2 separate regions of the Mus musculus genome follow, and region 1 is linked to region 2. Evidence: chromatin contacts called from public promoter capture Hi-C data. All regions are on one chromosome and are shown on one strand. The core of a region is the stretch at or near the end of the contact, and the rest is flanking DNA. Distances in the headings are between cores, read along the strand shown. Region 1 holds the start of Clec2m (C-type lectin domain family 2, member m). Region 2 holds the start of Fkbp4 (FK506 binding protein 4).

Region 1 (5,750 bases), core at 1,630-4,129, 890 kb before region 2:
TGCCACTCCTTACAGGTCAAAGGCCCTGATACCTTAGGTCCAGAAACTATAACACTAGCTATGGAAGGGCTCAACACCTGTGGCCTGAGCTATGAAACTAGCAGCTGCTACATGCTGCCACCTGTAGCCATCACCTACTGCTGCTTAGAGTCAAAGAGTTCACTAGCTGTTGAGTGCCCAACTATGGACAACAGATGTGCCAGACAATAAGACTGCATGCCTCTGGATCCTAAGCCCTGGAGCATCTTCACAGGGCTTGGAGCTACCTAAGCCTCTGAGTCCATCAGTCCAGCCTGCAAACCTTTGATACCTAGAATCCCAGAATGAGCAACACAGGAGAAGCTGTTTCTTGACCCCTCTTGATTCAGCATGAACAAAGGGACCTGATCCAGAACAAAAGAAAAAGCATTTCTTTTTGCTCGAGGCGGGCCCTCGTGGGCGTTGGGGGTTTCAGATCATGGCTGGATGGCAGCAGCATAGTTCGGATGTGAGGATTAGGCACTGCTTTATTCACAATAGTGTTACGGTAAAGCAGAGTCACCCACTGCAAAGGCCAAGCAGAAAAGGGAAAGAGGAAAAGACAGAAGTCTGTAGTCCAAGGACACCACCAGCTCCTTCCTCTGCCTCTGATGTATTCCACTGCCTCCCACGAGTGCCACCATGTGGACCTGAGGCGTCAACACAGGCGTTTGAGGTCTAAACCACAGTGTTGAAGGAAGTAACAACCCCAGTAGCCATGTTTCTGCCAAGTACGATTGCTATTAAAAGAAACCTCAGAGCAAAGGAAAAGCACGTGCATCCTTTATACAACAGAACACTCGGTCCAGCTGTAATCGTCTCTGCCCCACGCCAACGCCCCCGAAGCCCCTAGAGATGTGATGGGGAAAAATGCACCAACTGTGAAATTGCCTCTGATGCCAGGACAGTAAAGGGGACGTTGCCAGGCAACAGACTTTACTCCAGACCAAGTTCCAATATTGCCACAAGCCATTGCAGACCCTGTTCAAGCATTATATAACATCATGTACTTTTAATTAATTCACCTCCAAGGAACTGGAATCTAAATATCACACACTCTTAACTATCAAAAACAAGCTGTCTCTAATTGGTGTGTAAAACATTGAAATATTCATTCTGAAATAATTCATTTCAAAATCTGACTGTAGGAAAACACGAGCCAGATGAAAGGAGTATGGCACAAAAGATGAGTGACATAAAGACTTAAAATAATATGTTTAGAGTAATCATGGAACATTTCCTTATTAGATAAAAGAGCAAAACCGTTTAGAAGACATCATTTTACTTTTGAAAGTTATTTATAAGGTTAATATATATTTTTAATTCTCTCCTATTTTCACTTTTCCAACAGAAAATGACAGTTGTGAGATTGCGGTGAAGGAAGACTCACTAGCAGTAACTCTCAGTCGTGCTCACAAAGGACTTGGCATTACAAGCCCTGGATAGGCCAGCCACAGCATGAAGGACCCTGAGCTGTCAGGTTCTTGAGTTCCCTTGACTCAAGATGCCCTTCCATTAGGACACTGTCCCACCTCAGACCTTTGTCATTCCTGAGCCCTCATGACTCCCGATGCCCTTTCACTGGGACACCTTCTCCCTTTAGAGCTTTATTGGTTCCTGGGCTTCTGAGTCCCAGGATACCCTCCCATCCGAGTAGAAACGCTTACCCCCAAAGACCTGCACCTCCCTAGTATTGACATTATGAAAGCATCATGATACCACACCTAGCTTTATTTACTTGGGTTCTGAGGATCAAACTCTGGCCCTCATGTTTCAGAGGTGAGCATTTCACCAAAGGCATGTACCTGCACTGTGCAGGGGCCCTTCTGCTTACCCTTGTGCTTCTGAGGGTTTTCCAGCAACCATCTCTGTGTGGTAAAGGGGCTAAAGAAAGACCCTGATCCTGACCAGACCCCAAGACCAAGGCAAAAAACACAGAATCCCACCAATTCTCAGCTTGCCACAGAAACTCACCAATTGGTGATAATAAAAAAAAAAAATCAATCCCTGCTCCCTCCACCCCACTCCCCAATCTCAGGACTTGAAATCCCACCAAAATCTTGACCTTGGAAAAAACTCTGCTCCACAAGAAACACTGCATAAACCCTGCCTTTGGCTCAGTTCCCTGCTGGAAACAGAGCAGAAGCAGCCACTCTGATGGGTTTCTCCCTTTCTCCCCTGAGTAGCTTTTGGTGAGAAGGTTTTATCACAGCAACAGAAAAGCAAACTTAGACAGTTAACAATCTTCTTATATCAGATTTTACAGATGTGTGGCACCACATATAAAATATGGGCATGCTGATGTTTCTTATGTTTGAATTACAATGGAATTTAAATATTCCTTAATCCGATCTTTCAATTCCCCAATACAAGATGAAGAATGGTTTCAGTGTTTGGGGGAAATTAAAGATAACAAAAAAGTATAATTCCTTCTTCAATTACGGGAATCTGTAGGCATGATTCCAGCTTCTGTAGGAATACATCATTCTGAGCTTCTGCAAAGAGGATAGTACCTGTGTAGGAAACAAACCTTAATTTACCATGAGTTTACTTTGCCAAGTTTCACAATACAATTCACCGGACCGTTGGAAGTAAAGAGAAAGCGATTAAAAGCAAAGTAAAACTGGATGTGGGGCTCAAAGATCAAGAAAGGATAAGTGTGATTTACAGTTAGTTCAAACAACTCTAAAGTTACACGGGCTTTATCAGATAGTTTACACGGGAGACACTATACAAAGACCAGGGAAGGGGAAGTCTTGACTGGATAGCTGAAGGGAGAGGATGCTAATCAGGCTTCCCCATGGCGACCAGCAGCCAATCAGGGCAGCTAGCGAGACACCCGTTGGAGCGTGCTACCGTTAGAGGACAGGGCCAGTGAGATGTCTTGTGGCCCATCATGCAGAACCATCACGCTGGAGTGGTGCTATCTCTCCCATCTATCAATCTTGCTCTAGTCTTGATTCCAAAGAAACTCAGCCCTCCGAGTCTAGAGCTTTGAAGACAACGGATACAACTATCAGTTCTCCTTTCCGCTTAAGAATTTTCTCAATCTCTGTAGTCACTGGAGCACCATTTCTATGCAGACCGACACTTCACCCAGACTACCTCAGACAAGCCATGAACGCAGGCATCACAGGTTAATGTTCGGTAAGGAGATGACTGGGTTTCATTGAAAGCTAAGACTGGTAGCCTCTGCCTGTGAGGCAGAGGTGAACTTTAAGAAAAAGTGGCCATCATCAACAAAGGCTCAAGACTAAAAGTGAAGATGATACACTCCCGCTCCACCCTCCTCACAACAGAAGACATTTTATTAAAACCAAACCAAACCAAACCCACCCACCCGCGCCCCCCCCCCAAAGCCACAAAAGGTGGGGGACTGTGTTTTTGTTCTTCAAGCTTTGCTGGAGAGTGTTTTGCCCAGCTCTTGGAAGTGACAAAGTACTGTACAGACAAAAGCCAAAGTCACACCTGAGTGCCTTTTCCCTTTTCCTAATAGATCAATGGCTGAGTTGTGTATAGGATACAGAGATTATGGCTTTTTTAATGGAGGTTTTGTTTGCTTGTTATTTTTCTCTGGTAGTGACCTGTCTGCTTGCTTTATGTACAGATGCGAAGAAAGTGCTGACCCTTTGGACCCTGCTAGGAGGTGCTGTTGCTGTTCTTCTTTGGGGGTTTTTCAGTTTTCCTAGAAAATGTAAGTGATCAATTTCTACTAAAAACACTTGATAGTGGTATTGGCTATTCAGCCTGACCCCTCCACCTGCTTTACCTCCTAGATTAGTCTATTGATAAATATGTATTACATTTAAACAGAGTACCAGCTGGGATATTTTCCTGAAAAAAAAAATAGATTAGATTTGTTTCTAGAGGACTTGCTATGCATAAATTCATTCTATTTGAAGCAGGAGGAAGGAGGGTTCTGAGTCAGGGTGATCAAATAAAGCTTTATGAAGAGCTGGGTGTATGTGGTCAACGGTAAGATCTTGTAAGGCACCATATTTGTGTCAAAATTGTGTCAGCTATAGTGGTGGTGGGGAGGGGCAAGCAAAGTGGGGTATGCTAAGCTGCATTTGTTAACTCAGGGCCACAGGTGCATGGAACCCTGATTCCAGCTTTACTCTAATAGAAGCAATGGGTGGGAGACGAGCCCACCCACCGTTACCACCACACGGACTCTCCAGACAGTGAAGTGTTCAGGTTCTACTGAAGATCCTATATCCTCTTACTCTGTCATCAGGCTCTCCTCTCTCATAGGCCATTGCTGTTCACACTCCACTGCAGCATCTTCATCAGCAGCACAGTAGATCATAACTTAGTTCATTAGCCCCTACTCTTCCTTTGCATAGTGTTTATGGTTACTGCTTAATTCAGAAACCTTGAAATGTGTTCTTTGCTTATCTTCTCTCTCCCCTCCCTGCCAGTCTGCCTTCCTCCTCTCCATCCATCCTTCCTTTTCTTTCTGGGCTGTCATGTAGTCTAAGCATATGGCCTGCCATTAGATTACATCTCCAGCTCAAAGTACTTGGTTTTTATTGGGTTTGGTTTAGTTTTCCATGAGGACAATTGGTGTTTGGAGCTGGACCCAGGGCCTTGTGTATGCTAAGCTCTACCTTGAAGCAACACCCCAGGACCTGGCCTCTCTAATATTGAATCCACTCTGATCAGGTTTCTGCTTCAGCTTTTCTCATGAAACCTGTAGTCAAATTTAGCAAATTCTCCAGCGTTGCCATCACTCCCTTCATCTTATTTGATGAACCACATTCATTTTTTAAAAAAATATTTTTCTCTTTAAAAATCTCATACTATTATACAATATATTTAGATCGTTTCCATCTCCCCTGTACCATCCGCAATGGCTCCCTCCCAAGTTCTCACCCTTCATTCTGCTGTTGTTAACCCTCTAGCATTTGTAACCATGTCTACAAAGGAGAGTCATTTCCTCCCTCTGCAAGGATCTGCTGTCAGTCCAACAAGGATGGGGCTTGCAAGGGAGGGCCTCCCCATTCATGCTGAAATTTCTACTGGTTTGCTATTGATAAAAGTCTCTTCAAGGCAGGTAGTGGTGGATCTAGCCACAGATCACTGGCCAATCTAGCAAGTATAAATAACTGTGAGCCCTCAGCTTTGAATGAGTCATCTGTACTATCCTTCCCCATCCAAATTCAGAGAACATCAAGGAAGAGTAGAAACTATGTGACCCTGATGCATGAGAAAGAGAGCTGTGAGCTGGTGACCTCAGTAGAACAGGTGGCTACATCAACTCCCTGCAACTGCAGATCTTCAATCTCATTTTATACCTCCTCCTGAAAAGTAATTCCATTTTGGCCTTCAAGCCCATACACTCCAACTGTTTGTCTCCTGCCTACATCACCACTGGCTTTATTTCCTTTGTTCATTTCTTCTTTTCCCTCCACTCTTGCTGGCCTCAGTGTTTGAACATGTCTCTTCATGTATCCAATCTTTGAAGCATTGTTGGACACTCAGTCTTCTGAACTAGTCTTGGACCTTTATCACATAAATATGTCTCCAATCTTGGACACTTCCTTGAATTTAATCATTTTAAACCAATCTAGCCACTTTTATTAACTAATAAATATTTCAAACTAAATCATGGTCATTCTGTGAAATCTGTGTGTGTGTGTGTGTGTGTGTGTGTGTGTGTGTGTGTGTGTGTGTGTTATAGAGAGAGAGAGAGAGAGAGAGAGAGAGAGAGAGAGAGAGAGAGAGAGAGA
Region 2 (5,152 bases), core at 764-3,263:
ATCCACTTACCACTGGAAGCCAAGTGCTGCACTAGACACACCGGAACATTCCCTCCTTTGTAACCACTGGGTCACCCTATTGACAGGACTCACAGACAAAACCTGCCCCAGTTTTGACAGCTATACTGCAAGGTGAGCCAACCCTTTGCTTATTGCTAACCAATAAGAGCTGTCTATCATAACCTTAGGTAACTTTGTGCCCGCAGTCTGCAGGCACTGAGTGCTGGTGCTGAGTGCTCCACTGGGAGGTGCTCATGAGATCAAAGGAGTTAGGCCTCCAACAATGCTGTTCTCAGGGAAGAGACACAAACTCACTGCTAATACTTTCTCCATCACAACTTGCTGTGCCAGATAACACCCAAAGACCATAATCAGCAGGTACCTATGTGAGCACCAGAAAGATAAGTACCATGTGCAAGGCAGTGGTATACAAAGGCTCCATTCACTACCAAGAGCCTTCACTACCAGAGTAGCCACACACACACCCCACATATTCTCTGGCAGTGTCTCTAGCCACCTAACAAATCAGACCATGGTTAAACTCATGAGACTATAAATTGCTGGAAAGAGTAGCTTACTTCTACAACCCATTTGTTTGGTTCCATCAGAAGGGACTACAATAAAATACCTAATATACTTAAACCATCATAATAAGGGTTATTATTATTTCACTTCTTTGGGAGGGATAATAGGGCACAAGTGTGGATGTCAAAAGACAACTTTGAAGGGGTTTTCTCAATACTGTGGGTGTTAGGGATAAAACCCAGGTCTAAAGACTTTCAAAAGCACCAACATCCACTGAGCCATCTCGCAGGCACCATATAATAACTAGCTTATTGCCTACTTAAACGCCATCACTTGCGTTGGACCACGAACAGCACCATGCTGGGCACACAGAGACAAAAAGTTCATTACACTGGAATGAAAACTCGCAAAGCCAATAATACAATAGGCAGGTCTGATAGCACTCACCAGGCTGTATAACTGGGTACTAAACTGCTGGGCAGAGTCAGGACCTCTCCAGACAGATCTTCCATCAAGCCAGCACTGTTCCGGTAATCAGAACTTCATGGTTTTAGCCACACAGACTCAGAACTCCACAGGCATCTCATAGGAGCAGCGAGCAGGTTGAGAAAACCTTCCTTCCTATTCACCTTTAGTAAAGAGGGGGAAGGGGGAAAAAATTTTTTTTTCGCGTGAGCTGAAACCATTTTGTGTGCCAGTACTAACCAAAAAAGGCTGATTAGTATGGTGGGAGAAAAGGAATTTTAACACACGTACCTCCACTTACAAGTCTATGGCTCTTATAAATCTGCTCATGGCATTTTTGCGGTGGGCCTGCCAGGCTGCAGGGAGGGCAAAGTTGTGTCCGATCTGTGCACCTGGGCTGAAACTGTCCCTACGGGGCCCACACTTTCAATCCCTCGACCTCTCTTTCCCACACTGCTCAGGTGCCCACGCCTGGAACCATGGGCATCTGTGGCACAATCACGGGAGGCCGATCTTTGCCACTTCACATCTGACTGCCTGTCTCCAGCTATTCCGCTGTGGGCCTGGGTGAGCAGGGCCGGCCACGAGGCAGGCCCGGACTTGGGAGGCTCGCCACTTGGAGTCCTGAGGATAGAGAAGGATCTGGAAAAATCGCTTAGACGCGGGCAGAGGGGTGGGGTAAGGGTGGGGGTGGGGCGGAACGACATAGGGAAGATTGTGATCCCAGAGGTCCTGGTGTAGGAGGAGGGCACTCCTAGGGGCCATCAACCAGAAAAGCAAATCTTAACAAAAACGACACAAACAAACAAAAAAACCAAACCACTCCAGTACCCTCAGTCCAAGAGCCTCAACCCGTTTAACCGCTTCTCTAGAAAGTTCTCCGCTCCCGCCCCTTTGCAGCCCGCTCGTGCCGCTCCTCCCTGCCCCGCCCCCGAGGCGGAGGGGACCAATTGCAGGCCGGGCCGCGCCAGGCCCGCCCCTCGGCGTCACCCCACTCGGCCGCCGCCGGCGAGCGCGCGGATAGCCGGGTGCGCGAGCCTGGAGCGCGGTTCGAGGTGGGCAGCGCCGCCTTCCGCCGCACGCCGCCCCGTCGCTCACTCCGGTCGGCGGCCAGAGTGCCGTGCTCGCGCTTGCCACACTCTCGCAGCCAACGGTGCGCCCAGCGGCCATGACCGCCGAGGAGATGAAGGCGGCGGAGAACGGGGCGCAGTCGGCGCCCCTGCCTCTCGAAGGAGTGGACATCAGCCCCAAACAGGACGAGGGCGTGCTCAAGGTGAGGGGCCGCGGAGTCCTCGGCTGCAGGCTCATGGGCCTTGGGGGTACCGCGGCCGGAGGATGGGGGGGATTCGTCTTCCCTGCGCAGGCTGCAGCCCTGAAAACGGCACGGCGGCTGCACGCTCCGGAGGGTGCGGCCCGGGTCCGGGAAGAAGCCCCCACTGCAACGCCAACTCGATCCGGCTGCACTGTGCGGCTGAGAGGGGCGGAGCGGAGCGCGAGAGCCGCTGCCAGGGGGCCCGGGCGGGGTGCACGAGGCTCGGGCGCGCCGAGGGACTCAGGCCTCGCCTCCCGGGAACCCCTCGGCCGCAGCGTGCGCCGTCCACCTGGACGAAGGTGCGCCAGGGCTCGCCCACTTGAAAGTTAAACATTAGCTAGGACCTGAAACGGCTCCCGGGAGCAGGTTCCTGGCCCAAAGCCCTTTGTGCCTTTCTGCGCCCCTTTTGCAATCGCCGAGATCCAGCGAGGTCACGGGCTCGGCCATGCTGTGCCCCCTTTCTCGGCCCGGGGAGAGCGAGAGCGATGCATGCCGGGACCTGTAGTTCCTCGCCTGCCCCTCCTGAGTCTTTCTGAGTTGGGGGGTACTGGGTGCTGGCCATGGGGGGAGGTGCATTGCCTTAGAGCCAGCGGCTCACTAATCGCCTGACTGCAAATAGCCCGAGGAGCGAGGGGGAGGGCGCCCTGACCCGGGTCGGGACAATGGACGCCGTTTCAGAGCAGGTTCTGCCAGCAGTCCAGGACGGTGAAATCCTAACCTGCATTGCATGTCTCCCTGCATCCATTGTTTCTCCTCCGTGAGTCCCATTGCTCAGTTTCTAGTGTGTGTGGCTTGTGCAAACCAGAGACCTTAGGGAGCCTCGTTGGTCCAGAAATGCTCCTGGCTTTTTACCTCAACTCTTGCTGCTCCCCGTGAACATGTGGCCCTTTCTCCTTTGCGCTAGGTTCTGATTCCCAGACGGGGTCTGTTCCTCTTTTATCCTCCATTCCTTCGCGGGGCCCTGTACATTCTTATCAAGGAAGCCTTAGAGGATGGGTTCCATATCTACCTATTGGCTCTCCTATGGGGTCACCATATATAAGAATGTTAAGCAGAAATAGACGCCTGCCTATACACGCAGGAGAGATAAAGGACTCCTTGGCTTGCCAGACAGGTAGTTTCCCTTCCCACATGTAGTTTCCAGCGCCTGATACAGAGCCTTTGTGCTCGGCTGTAATCTGGTCCTTCCTTTTTCCCAGTTTTGAGGGGATCTTTTTCTTTTCATTACTCCTGTTCCTTTCTATTCAAACCAGACCCTGATCTGGTGATCCACTACTTTCTATCAGGTTTTTGTTTTTATTTTTGTTTTCCCCCAAACACCTCTGGAGGATAGGGGTTGTCCTCAATGCCTGACCGATAAGTTCTGGATAGTTTAGCAACTTGTCCAAAACCATAGACAAAACTTGAACCCAAATTATATGCAGTTCTCTAAAGCAAGACCTGGAGGGAGATGGCTAGGGAGGTTAGTTGAATCTAAGCTAATCACTGGTATCCATCATTTGAAGACTAAGCTCTCGGACCTGCTGAAAAGAAGCAGGGGGCAGTGGGTGCAGCCGAGTCCATCCAGTATGTGTCTTTGGGGGGCTTATGGGCAGTTGGGGCCCTTCTGCCCACATCCTTAGGTACTCACCTTCTCTTCCCCTCCCCCCCAGGTCATCAAGAGAGAGGGTACAGGCACAGAGACACCCATGATCGGGGACCGAGTCTTTGTCCACTACACTGGCTGGCTGCTAGATGGCACAAAGTTTGACTCCAGTCTGGACCGCAAGGACAAATTCTCCTTTGACCTGGGAAAAGGTAGGCTTGGTTAGTGGGTTGGCAGGATAGATAGGCTCCGAAGTTGATAGCAGCTGTCACAAGAAAAAGTGACGTTCCCAGCCAAGCTGGAGCTGGGCTCAGCACTGCTTACCTATGTTTCCAGCGACCAGAGATTGAGGCAAGCCTTGAGCCAGTAGTAGTTCAAGCCAGCCTTGGCAAAAAAGCACAAACTAGCCCTCACAAAAGAAAAGGCCACCAGAAGGAAGCTTAAGAAGGAATGGCCACAGCCGGGCGTGGTGGCGCACGCCTTTAATCCCAGCACTCGGGAGGCAGAGGCAGGCGGATTTCTGAGTTCCGAGGTCAGCCTGGTCTACAGAGTGAGTTCCAGGACAGCCAGGGCTATAGAGAGAAACCCTTCCTCGAAAAAAAAAAAAACAAAAAACAAAACAAAACAAGAAGGAATGGCCAAGAACCCATATGTTACCCATCCTGTGTTTCCTTCTCCTCTTGTGGGACAGACCAGTTCCTCCTTAACCGCCTCATCGATCCAGCGCTTCCCTTGCTTCTTGAACTGTGTTGCAGGGTTGAGAGATCTTTTAATGTCCTAAGAACAACACCGCCCTGCTTGTCCCCTGGTCCTCTTTCTAGAGGTGTTCAGATTCTGCTTGGGTGTAGTGCAGTGTCTATCTTTGGGGACACTGAGCCTAGAGTGACGCCCCTGCTAAGTGGGTCTTCTTTTCCTCTATCTACAGGGGAGGTCATCAAGGCTTGGGATATTGCTGTGGCAACCATGAAAGTGGGGGAAGTGTGCCACATCACCTGCAAGCCAGAATATGCCTATGGCGCAGCAGGCAGCCCTCCGAAGATCCCCCCCAACGCCACACTTGTATTTGAGGTGAGTGCTGGCCACAGATCTCTGGGCAGAGAGCCAGTCCTTATCTCACCCCAGCGCTTGGCTGCCCTCCAGCCCTTCCTGTCTCTTGAAGACAATGTAGCCAAGCCTGAGGGCCTAGCTTTAGTAGGAGGTAAGGTGGAAAGGTTAACTGGCTCTGCTGCCACCAGAGTGACCAGGAATAGAGGCTTCGGGTTAGA

The links. Promoter capture Hi-C pulls out the DNA fragments that hold promoters and counts their contacts.
Region 1: a contact with region 2 is called in a promoter capture Hi-C map of pre-B cells, with 4 times the contacts expected there. The contact joins the promoter of Clec2m here to the promoter of Fkbp4 in region 2. A contact is called at or near these places in 1 of 39 promoter capture datasets (pre-B cells) and 1 of 115 datasets of contacts at active chromatin or transcription factors (large pre-B cells).

The regions. Positions count from the first base shown.
Region 1 is chr6:129,328,910-129,334,659 of GRCm38.p6, reverse strand. It overlaps Clec2m (C-type lectin domain family 2, member m), which reads left to right and starts at 2,879. Exons shown (of 5, transcript NM_199034.4): 1 at 2,879-3,165; 2 at 3,626-3,712. The coding sequence starts at 3,096.
Region 2 is chr6:128,435,517-128,440,668 of GRCm38.p6, reverse strand. It overlaps Fkbp4 (FK506 binding protein 4), which reads left to right and starts at 2,013. Exons shown (of 10, transcript NM_010219.4): 1 at 2,013-2,263; 2 at 3,955-4,099; 3 at 4,813-4,955. The coding sequence starts at 2,159. Gm10069 (predicted gene 10069) reads right to left here and starts at 1,912. Exons shown (of 5, transcript NR_028593.1): 1 at 1,282-1,912; 2 at 973-1,154.